Regions from separate parts of the Sus scrofa genome. Here region 1 is linked to region 2. The links are chromatin contacts, called in public Hi-C maps. All regions are on one chromosome and are shown on one strand. The core of a region is the stretch at or near the end of the contact, and the rest is flanking DNA. Distances in the headings are between cores, read along the strand shown. Region 1 has its middle 21 kb from the start of AFAP1L2. Region 2 overlaps AFAP1L2 (actin filament-associated protein 1-like 2).

Region 1 (4,762 bases), core at 2,124-4,623, 120 kb before region 2:
AAAAAAAAAATCGCTGTCTTTTTGTTTGCTGCCCGAGACGCAGTGGGGAGACGGTGAATGATGCGCTTGGCATAGGGATCTTTGTGTTTTTTTGTTGGGGCAAGTTTCCTTTCTGACAAATTCAACAGGAAAGGGGGAGGTGGTCTTTTAAACTGAGAGAAACTTTCTAAATAATATATGTGTACACAGCAAATTAAACCGATCTCATCTTTTCTGACGCCTCGTGTAATTGAGTGGCAATTGTCATCATTAAATAAAATCCTTCCCAAAAGTCTCTCCCAAGAGTGACGGTGCCATGAGTCGCTTTCTGAGCCCGTTCAGCAAAGGTAGAGGAGACAGACTGCAGACACGAAGGCAGCCAGCCGCTTAGCGACTTGTCTACGGCTACGGACAAGACGACGAACATCCACGGGACTTGTGTTCTTTGGGAGTGTTTTGTACAGACTCGTTCAGTAATAAACGTATGTGGTTTCTGGAAGTTGCCAACAGCCCTGCATCGAAGCTCTTGCAGTTCTTTCATTTTTAAGTTGGGTTTAATGGAATTTTTGAAGGCATACTCTTCTTCCTGCCTCCCCCGCCCCCACCCCATCCCTTCCAGAAACACGAAAGCCAATGTTTGGAAGAAATGCTGTTTAAAAGATGTATCGTGTCCCCCATGAAAGTGAGTGGGTGTTTGTCAGGGTCCCGAGTGCCACGTACCAGTGTGCAGAGGCGGGTGGCCCTGGGCCCTGGATGCTGTGCTTAACGTGCCCAACCTGCTCCACGCTCCTGTTGAAAGCAGCACCTGCTGCCCCTCTGCCGCTGTCCTACGTTACTGTTGTCCTCCCAACTCAGTGAATAAAGCATCTTTATTCGTAATGGCCTCCACACTGTGTTTCATTTGTTGTTCCCCTGCTCCCTTTAAATGCCTGTGCCATTTGAAAAACTGCTGACCCAGCTTCCAAAGACCAAAACAGAATCAAACCAAAGCCCTGGGGATGTACTTTTATCATGTAGGTTGGTGGAGTAGAGGGAAGAAAATGCATCAAACAGCAGCAATATTCCAGGACTGTTTGCCCAATAATCCCAACCCTACTGACCAAGTCAACTGAAAAAAAAAATGTATATAAGGAGTTCCCCAGTGGCCTAGTGGTTAAGGATCTGGCATTGTCATGCCATGGCAAGGATTGGATCCCTGGCCCAAAAGCTTCCACATGCCATGGGCATGGCCAAAAATTAAAAAGAAATTTTAAAAAACTCATAATAGGAGTTCCCATCGTGGCACAGCGGAAACGAATCTGACTAGGAACCATGAGGTTTCGGGTTCGATCCCTGGCCTTGCTCAGTGGGTTAAGGATCCGGCTTTGCTGTGAGCTGTGGTGGAGGTTGCAGACACGGCTCAGATCTAGCGTTGCTGTGGCTCTGGCATAGGCCAGCAGCTATAGCTCCGATGAGACCCCTAGCCTGGGAACCTCCATGTGCTGCGAGTGTGGCCCTAAAAAGACAAAAAGATAAAAAACAAACAAACAAAAATCTCATAATAGAGCTGGAGCTGGTCTAGCTGGTGCTCAATTTTGTGACCCGGCAGCAAGGGTCTCATCATTTAGGCAAGGCTGAGGATTCGAGGTTTGAGGACAAGAGCTTCTCAACTGCCATGAGTTGGGCCATTTTACTGAGAAGCTGGAATGCAGTGGGAGGAAAACATCTTTCAAAACTTTGACCTCCTCTGCATTACCAAACTTGAAGAAAATCTAGATTTCAAGTTATTTATCTTCATTGCCAAGGCCTGGGGCTTGCCAGAAAACACAGGGATGTATTCATACTCGTGATGGCCTCTCGGTAGCCATCCTGTGCCGTGTCTACCAAGCCTGGTGTCTTCGCCCAGTGGAGCTGCCATAAGAGATGCCAGAGACTGGATGGCTTGAACAGCGAACAGCCATTTCTCACAGTTCTAGAGGCTGGAAGCCCAAGGTCAAGGTGCTGGTGGACCCGGTGCCTGGCAAGAACCCTCCTGGATCCCGGATCCCGTAGTCAGCCCTCTTCTCCCTCGGCCTCACGTGATGGGGAGCAGAGCGGTAGAAGCTATCTCACTGCACCGTGTCTTCTAAGAGAACTACTGCCTCACATGGGCTCCACCCTCATGACTTAATTAACTTCCAAAGGCCCTGCCTCCTAATACCATCCCCTTAGGTGTTAGGAATTTTTTTTTTCCCCAAGAATTTGGGGATCAGAGTTTCCGTTGTGGCGCAGCGGAAGCGAATCTGACCAGGAACCATGAGGTTGTGGGTTCGATCCCTGGCCTTGTTCAGTGGGTTAAGGACCCAGCGTTGCCATGAGCTGCGGTTTAGGTCACAGACGGGGCTCTGATCCTGCACTGCTGTGGCTCTGGTGTAAGTAGGCTGGCGGCTACAGTTCGATTAGATCCACTAGACTGGGAACCTCCATATGCCATGGGTGCAGCTCCAGAAAAAGACAAAAAAAAAAAAAAAAGAGATGGAGTTCTCTTGTGGTGCAGAGGGGTTAAAGATCCCACGTTGTCACTGCACCTATTTGGGTTGCTGCTCTGGCATGGGTTTGGTCCCTGACCTGAGAACTTTCAAAGGCTTCTCGCCACCCCCCTCTCCCCCCACCCCCACAAAAAAAAAAGAAAAAAAAGAATTTGGGGATGGCACAAAGATGCGTCAGTAACCCCTGTCTAGGGTCCGTCCCCCTCGGTTTCATGTGGACCCTCAGCCGAAGCTGGTATCAGGTTGCTTATTCTCAGGGCAGGCAGGCAGGCAGGCAGGTTCACTACTATGGAAAACCGGTCAGGAGGTCCCGGCTCAGCGTCCGTGTTCTGCTCCCGACTGTTGTCACCCACCCGAGCATCACCACCCTCGTGGCAATTCCCATATCCGGTGTTGATCTCGGGTTAGATTATTTTGAGGCTCTGTGGCATTTGCCGCCATGGATCACCATTTCCTGGGAGGTTCCCCCACTGCCTCCCCGTGGTGGTTAACCCTGGCACGCCCTCAGCAGTGCTGGGAACCCAAGGCCCTTCCTGACCCGCCCTGGCCACACCTCCGCCCAGCCGCCCCTCCTACAATGCCCCACCTCCAATCCCGCCCTCCAGCTCCTGCAAAGCACCCTGAGTCCCCCGAACCCACCGTGCCCTCCCCCGCCTCTGCAGCTTCCCCCGCAGCATCCCTCCTGGACACTGCCCAGCTCTTCCAGGAGGTGGAGAGAGGAGAGGACCTGGCCCTGAGGAGTCGAGGTAAGGGTGCTGCCTCAAATCAGGGGCCCTCAGCTCTTTCGAGTTTCCGCGTGAATTTCCCATGGGCTCCATTTGCCCCCAATCAAAGAGGAGCCTGAGTTCCTGCCCTCTCTCAGATCCCGCCTGGATGGGCCCAGCCCAGCCTGCCCCAGTAAATTCTTCGCATGCCTACGGGGGAACATCACATTTGACACTTTTTAAGTGTTGCCTAATACTGCTGGTTTTGCCTGTCTCTCTGCTCCTTGGCTGAGCTGTAGTGAGATCTTGCTCTTGCGTGCTTTATGTCAACCTTAACTAGACCCCTCAGCCCAGCCCTACAAGCAGGAAACCAAAGCTCTCAGAGGCTAATTAAAGATGCCTGAGTGTTCAGGGAGCATCGAGCCTGGGATTACCCAGGTCTGTCCCACTTCAAATCCCCTGCTATCCCCCTGTGTCCCACTGCCCGTGATTCTGTGAAGGCGAGGACTGCATCCCTCTGGATTTAAGTCTCCTGGGGTGCCCTGTACAGCAGAGTTCTAAATGGGAGACTGGCCAGACCCCTCCGTTTGGCCATGAGCCCCATCAGTATCACCAAGATGTGGTTACGAATAGCAGTTAGCGGGCGCCCGCAGCTGCATGTCTTAGGGCCAGTTATTCACCCTCTTTTCCGTCTCATTGTGCTCATCTTTGAAATAGACAAAATAATAAGACCCATCAGAAGATTGTTGCTAAATTATAATACATGTGGCGCACAGCATGGGACCCCGCGTAGAGTCATTGCTCAGGAAACACGAGCAATCTTTATTAAGGGTAATTAGCCACTTAGACTTGAAGAATCCCAAACACTCCCTGAAGCTGTTTCCCCATCAGTAAATTAGGAATGACTACCTGCTCTGGCTGTCATAGGGAGTTGTGAAGCCACGTAGAGTACTCAGACCAAGAAAAGTGCTATATTTACAGGTGATAGTGGGTAATGAGGCTTTCTGGTGCTTGGACAAGGTCTGCCACTATTTTCAATAGTTGAATCATGTAAGCATTTCAGTTTTCGTTCTGTGCTTTTTCCCTCCTTCTAGTCTTTCTATGAATTCTCCAGCATTAAAACAACTTCTTTTTTTTTTTTTTTTGCTTTTTAGGGCCACACCCGTGGCATATGGAGGTTCTCAGGCTAGGGGGTCACATTGGAGCTGTAGCCACCGGCCTACGCCACAGCCACAGCAATGCCAGATCCTTAACCCCCTGAGTGAGGCCAGGGATTGAATCCGCAAACCTCATGGTTCCTAGTCGGGTTCATTGACAGCTGAGCCACGATGGGAACTCCCCACAACGTCTCTTATATGCTTCAATAATGGCACTCTCTTTGTCCAATAGCTGTCTAAGACTGAGATCTCCTGAAGACATGCTAATTAAGAGTAACTAATTAATGGTAATAATAACAGTATGACATGGCCATTGAGTGCGGGCTGTAGCATCAAACTCCCTGGGCTTGAGTTCCAGCTCCACCAGTCATCAGCTGTGTAATAGTGATGATTTGTCTAACTTCTTTAAGCCTCA
Region 2 (4,556 bases), core at 913-3,412:
GGGCCCAGTTCATCCCAGCTAAGGTGAGAGCAGCTGCTGATCCCTAAGGATGGAGAAGGCATAACCTCTTTGTCAGCCTGTGCCTCTGGGAAGGTGAGCAGCGCAGAGAGCTGTCGGCCCCCTGCAGAGGGGCTGAAAGACCCTTCATCTTTGTAGCACCTGGGACAAGGCTGTGCCTGGCACATGATGTGAGCTCCATAACATCATGGGGGAGGGAAAGGCTTATCGTCTGAACCCAACACATGCAACCATTTAAAAACAAGAAAGGATGGCGTGAGGGGTGCCCCCACCGGCACTGGCAGAGAAAGAAGCAGTCCCTGGTGGAAAGACCACAGGGCACAGATCTGGGCACTGGAGACGAATGTGCCCAGTTCCTGGCCTTGACAGGCTCTGTGTCTGCTTGGGAGGCTTACTTGGGAGCAGAGTGTCACTGTTTGAGGACTCAAGGGTTCTGAAGGCAGTAGAGCTGGGAGGGCCAAGGCCGGCCACCTCTGGGAGGAGGAGGAGGAGCTGGCTGAGGGGAGGAGGACTTTGCAGGCTGAGATTGAGTGGCCCAGGGATGGCAAGGTTGTCAGAGCAGCTGAGGAAACTGAGTCTGCAGAGGTGGGGGGGTTGCACCTGCAGCTAGGACATGTGGCTGGGGCGAGCTTCCTGTGCGGGGCCTGAGCCGCCGGCAGAGGCAGGGAGGAGGACAGGCCTTCGAGCCTGGAGATGAGGCAGGGAGGCAGGGGGTGTGTGTGAAGGAGTCTCCACTTGCACATGCATGCACGCCAACACACACAGCGCGCACACACAAACACACACACGGCCTCCTCTAGTCTAAGACCCAACTCACTTGCTTCTGGACACTTTCCAAAAACCAGTAGTGCTGTGCTGCCCACCTTCAAAAGGTTTAAGCTGCTAATGCAAAGGAGGGAGAAAGTCCGATTCACAGCCTCCGCAAGGTTGGAACTATTCTCGGGCAAAGCCTGGCAAGTCTTTTTTTTTTTTTTTTTTTTTTTTTATCTTTTTGCCATTTCTTGGGCTGCTTCCGCAGCATGTGGAGTTCCCAGGCTAGGGGTCGAATCGGAGCTGTAGCCGCCAGCCTACACCAGAGCCACAGCAACTCGGGATCTGAGCCACATCTGTAACCTACACCACAGATCATGGCAACACCGGATCCCTAACCCACTGAGCAAGGCCAGGGATGGAACCCGCGACCTCATGGTTCCTAGTCGGATTCGTTAACCACTGCGCCACGACGGGAACTCCAAGCCTGGCAAGTCTTAGAACTGAGATTCTGGAGGAGCCTCTCAGGGGGCTGGAGGCATCCCTGGCCGCCCCCCGCCACCCAGCGCCCTCAGCTGCATCCCTCCCCGCAGGTTACCTGAACGTGCTGGTGAACAGCCAGTGGAAGTCGCGCTGGTGCTCCGTCAGGGACAGTCACCTGTACTTCTACCAGGACCGGAACCGGAGCAAGGCGGCCCAGCAGCCCCTCAGCCTGGTGGGCTGTGAGGTGGTCCCAGACCCGAGCCCGGACCACCTCTACTCCTTCCGCATCCTCCACAACGGCGAGGAGCTGGCCAAGCTCGAGGTAGTGCTGGCCCGTGGGGGAGGGGCAGGGCCCAGGGGCAAGGTCACGGCCCTTGCCGCAGGTCCTGAGGACCACAGCCCCACAACGGGAGAGTCCACCCAGCGGCTTTATTTGTACTTCCTTTGCCTGAGATTGTTTGCATTTAAAAAAAAAAAAAATTCCATTCCCTTTCTGACCTCAGGGTGGTGGAGTTATAGGACCGGGACAATGAGCTATTTCCTGCACTTAGGGCAAGAGGAGTATTTATAACTCCCTGAGCTGCTGGAAAAACTTTCTGGGGATTCAAAGCGGGTTTGTGATTTTGTTTGTGTATCACCAGATGGGGCCCAGTACATTAAAATGCCAACCAGTAAGGGCTTATCTTGGGGGAGAATAGGGTTGGTGATACAATGACAGTAATCCCACTCCCCACCCTGCTTGATGTTATGTTCCATTTATAAAAATAAGAGGTGACATAATACCTTGCAATGAGCTGGGCAGTCCCCAGCAGAAGGCTTTACAGGCGTTTAAGAACACACCCCAGTCCACTCCTGTGCACCTAGCCCTGTATCCCGGGGTCTTCCTCCAGATTTTGCGCCAATGCTGCCCTCTGGTGGCTAAAAGATCCACATCCCTCTTCATCCATCCATCCTATTGACAGATACCTACTCAGTACAATAATATGGTGAAGAAGTGGAACTTACATTCCTAGTACAAGAGTGAGATGTTGCCCATCGATTACTTAAGGCCAGTTGCCAGAGAGCAGTGGGGCAGGTGCTGTGATATGTATGGAAGTCCACGTGCTGGGCAGGTGGGAGCTAAGTAGGGAGAGCTTGTGTGGGGCAGGGGAGGTGGGGAGGAAAGCAAGGTTGATCCTAAGAGGGGAGAGAGACCCTGAAGGGGTTCAAGGGAAGGTGGCCTGTTCAGATTTGGCTTCCCAGACACTTCTTCCAGCTGCCGGGGGCGGGGGGGGGGTAGGAAGGGATAAAATGAGAAGCTGTTACCATTGCCCAGGGCAGGGATGGTTGCAGCAGGAACTACAGGCCGTCCAAGGAAAAGCTGTGTTGAGAAATCCACTTGAAAATGAGTAGGAAAAGGAAAGCAATTAATGTCGAAATCCGCTTTCAGCTACCCCCTCCAATCACGAAAACAGGGCAAAGGGGTGGCAGAGCTGTACTGAGCAATGCCAGCCAGTAGCTGTTTTTCCTCATGAAAGGAAACCCGTAATATTCATAGAATTTCCAGGGCTTTCTCATTATCAAGCCAAGAATCAATCTTGGCATTTAAATAGAACTACCCAGCAGGTATGCTTGATGAGAATGCTGTATTGTCTCCTGGGAAAATATAGGCACCAACGTCACGGGGATTTAGTTCCTGATTTGTCCGAACGATTTGACCTGGTGTCAGGTGTATACTGAAACCGTAAACAAAAATAAATTCGCGTTTTGATATTTCTTAGCAGGGATCCGGTAGTATTACATGCATGAATTAGAGCTGTTGAAATTGAAATGTGATCATTCACAAAAGAGAGGTGTCACCCAAAATACACCGTTACCAGGCCTCTCCGGGATCATTAGCCTTCTGGAAATAGATGTATATTAGCATCACGTGTGATACTTGGCACAAATGTCCACAGCATCATTGAGGTGACTCTAGGGTGTCACTAGTAGCAGGAAATACTATTTCGGGTCCCCGGAGGATGGGACGTGCTTGTGAAAATGAGGAGCTTGGCCCAGGGCCACACAGTCAGAGGCCTTGCGTAGGGTGGGGGTGGGGAGAGGCTGGGCCCCAGGCTGCACGGTCAGCCCCGCTTATGTCCTTCTCGGCCTCCTCCCAGGCCAAGACTTCCGAGGAAATGGGCCACTGGCTAGGCCTCCTGCTCTCGGAGTCAGGTTCCAAGACAGACCCGGAAGAATTTACCTACGACTATGTGGATGCCGATAGGGTTTCCTGTATTGTAAGCGCTGCCAAAACCTCTCTGCTGTGAGTATTCAGGGACCTCCCGCTTTGCACCCTCCCACGCCCAGCCTTGCTTCCAGACCCAGGCCCAGAAGGGGCCCTGGTGGGCAGCTGAGCAGCGTGGCAGCTGGGAGGGCCATCAGTGTCGAAACCGACGTGCCACGAAGTCATCTTATGTATGCTGGGGCTGTGCCAGCCACCTGGCTTGGGGGACTTGTCTAGATAAAAGAGCTGGTTAACCTGTTCTGTGTAGCAAAAAGATCAGGGCCAGGGAGCAGCCCTCAGGCGGGCCCCGCAGGAGCTGAGCCAGGCGTCTGGCCCGGGGACAGCCACAGCGTCCAGCTCTGGTTAGACACTCTCAGCTCCTTAAGGCAGAGCCGGCGCCTTTGCTGGCTTCCGCTTTCCTTCTGCTGAGGCAGCATTTGCCCATGGAGCCCTCGCTGGGTCCCAGCACACCCTAGAAGAAGCAGGGCAGAGGTGGCACTTCTGCTTCTTGGATCAGCAAACTAACTCCGGGAGAAGTGGTCCTAGGGCAGGGCGGGGAGGGGTGAGCAGATGTGGCAGCCAGCCGAGCCACTGGAACAGAATCTGCTCTCTGAGGTACAAAATGCGGAAAGTGCCATCTGGCCAGTGAGGCCCCAAGCATGCCGTGTGCTGCGCAGATGAAATGAGAGAGGATTTTGTTGTTGGAAGGAGATCCTGAAAGGGAGAAATAGGGGTGAGAAGACAGCAAAGGAGCCTAAGAGGAGGAGGGAGGGTAGGGACGCCTGCTTTCCTGGAAGAGAAATTTGGAACGGGAATTCTAATAAGAAGGCCCTGGGGAGAGAGAGAGGAGATAACCCTAAGCAAACGGATTCGTGGAGCTCCCTTGTGGCTCAGTGGGTTAAGGATCCAGCATGGTCACTGCAGTGGCTAAGGTCACTGCTATTGCATGGGTTTGATCCCTGGCCCAGCCAAGGGCATGACCAAAAAATTTTAAAAAGTAGAAAAAAAAATTCATTTTAAAATGAGGTCAGTGCTGGTCCCCAGGTCTCCTGCACAGTCC

Evidence for each region. Hi-C and Micro-C count contacts between places; a contact is called where the count stands out from the background.
Region 1: a contact with region 2 is called in a Hi-C map of fetal skeletal muscle, with 2.3 times the contacts expected there. The contact joins two enhancer-like sites. A contact is called at or near these places in 1 of 5 promoter capture datasets (fetal skeletal muscle), 27 of 47 Hi-C or Micro-C datasets (adipose tissue, alveolar macrophages, brain and 16 more) and 1 of 2 datasets of contacts at active chromatin or transcription factors (skeletal muscle).

Annotation. Positions count from the first base shown.
Region 1 is chr14:124,755,907-124,760,668 of Sscrofa11.1, reverse strand. It overlaps a transcript of ABLIM1 not described here. Among named protein-coding and RNA genes, the nearest start is that of AFAP1L2, 21 kb to the right of the region's middle. Within about 2 kb of position 3,373, at least 32 of the 83 cell types and tissues checked have an H3K27ac peak or open chromatin away from gene starts, as enhancers often do. A contact at or near this core is called in adipose tissue and fetal skeletal muscle, where this site is marked.
Region 2 is chr14:124,638,392-124,642,947 of Sscrofa11.1, reverse strand. AFAP1L2 (actin filament-associated protein 1-like 2) reads left to right here. Exons shown (of 25, transcript XM_013983751.2): 14 at 1,362-1,573; 15 at 3,390-3,535. Among named protein-coding and RNA genes, the nearest start is that of VWA2, 63 kb to the right of the region's middle. Within about 2 kb of position 2,162, at least 21 of the 83 cell types and tissues checked have an H3K27ac peak or open chromatin away from gene starts, as enhancers often do. A contact at or near this core is called in adipose tissue and fetal skeletal muscle, where this site is marked.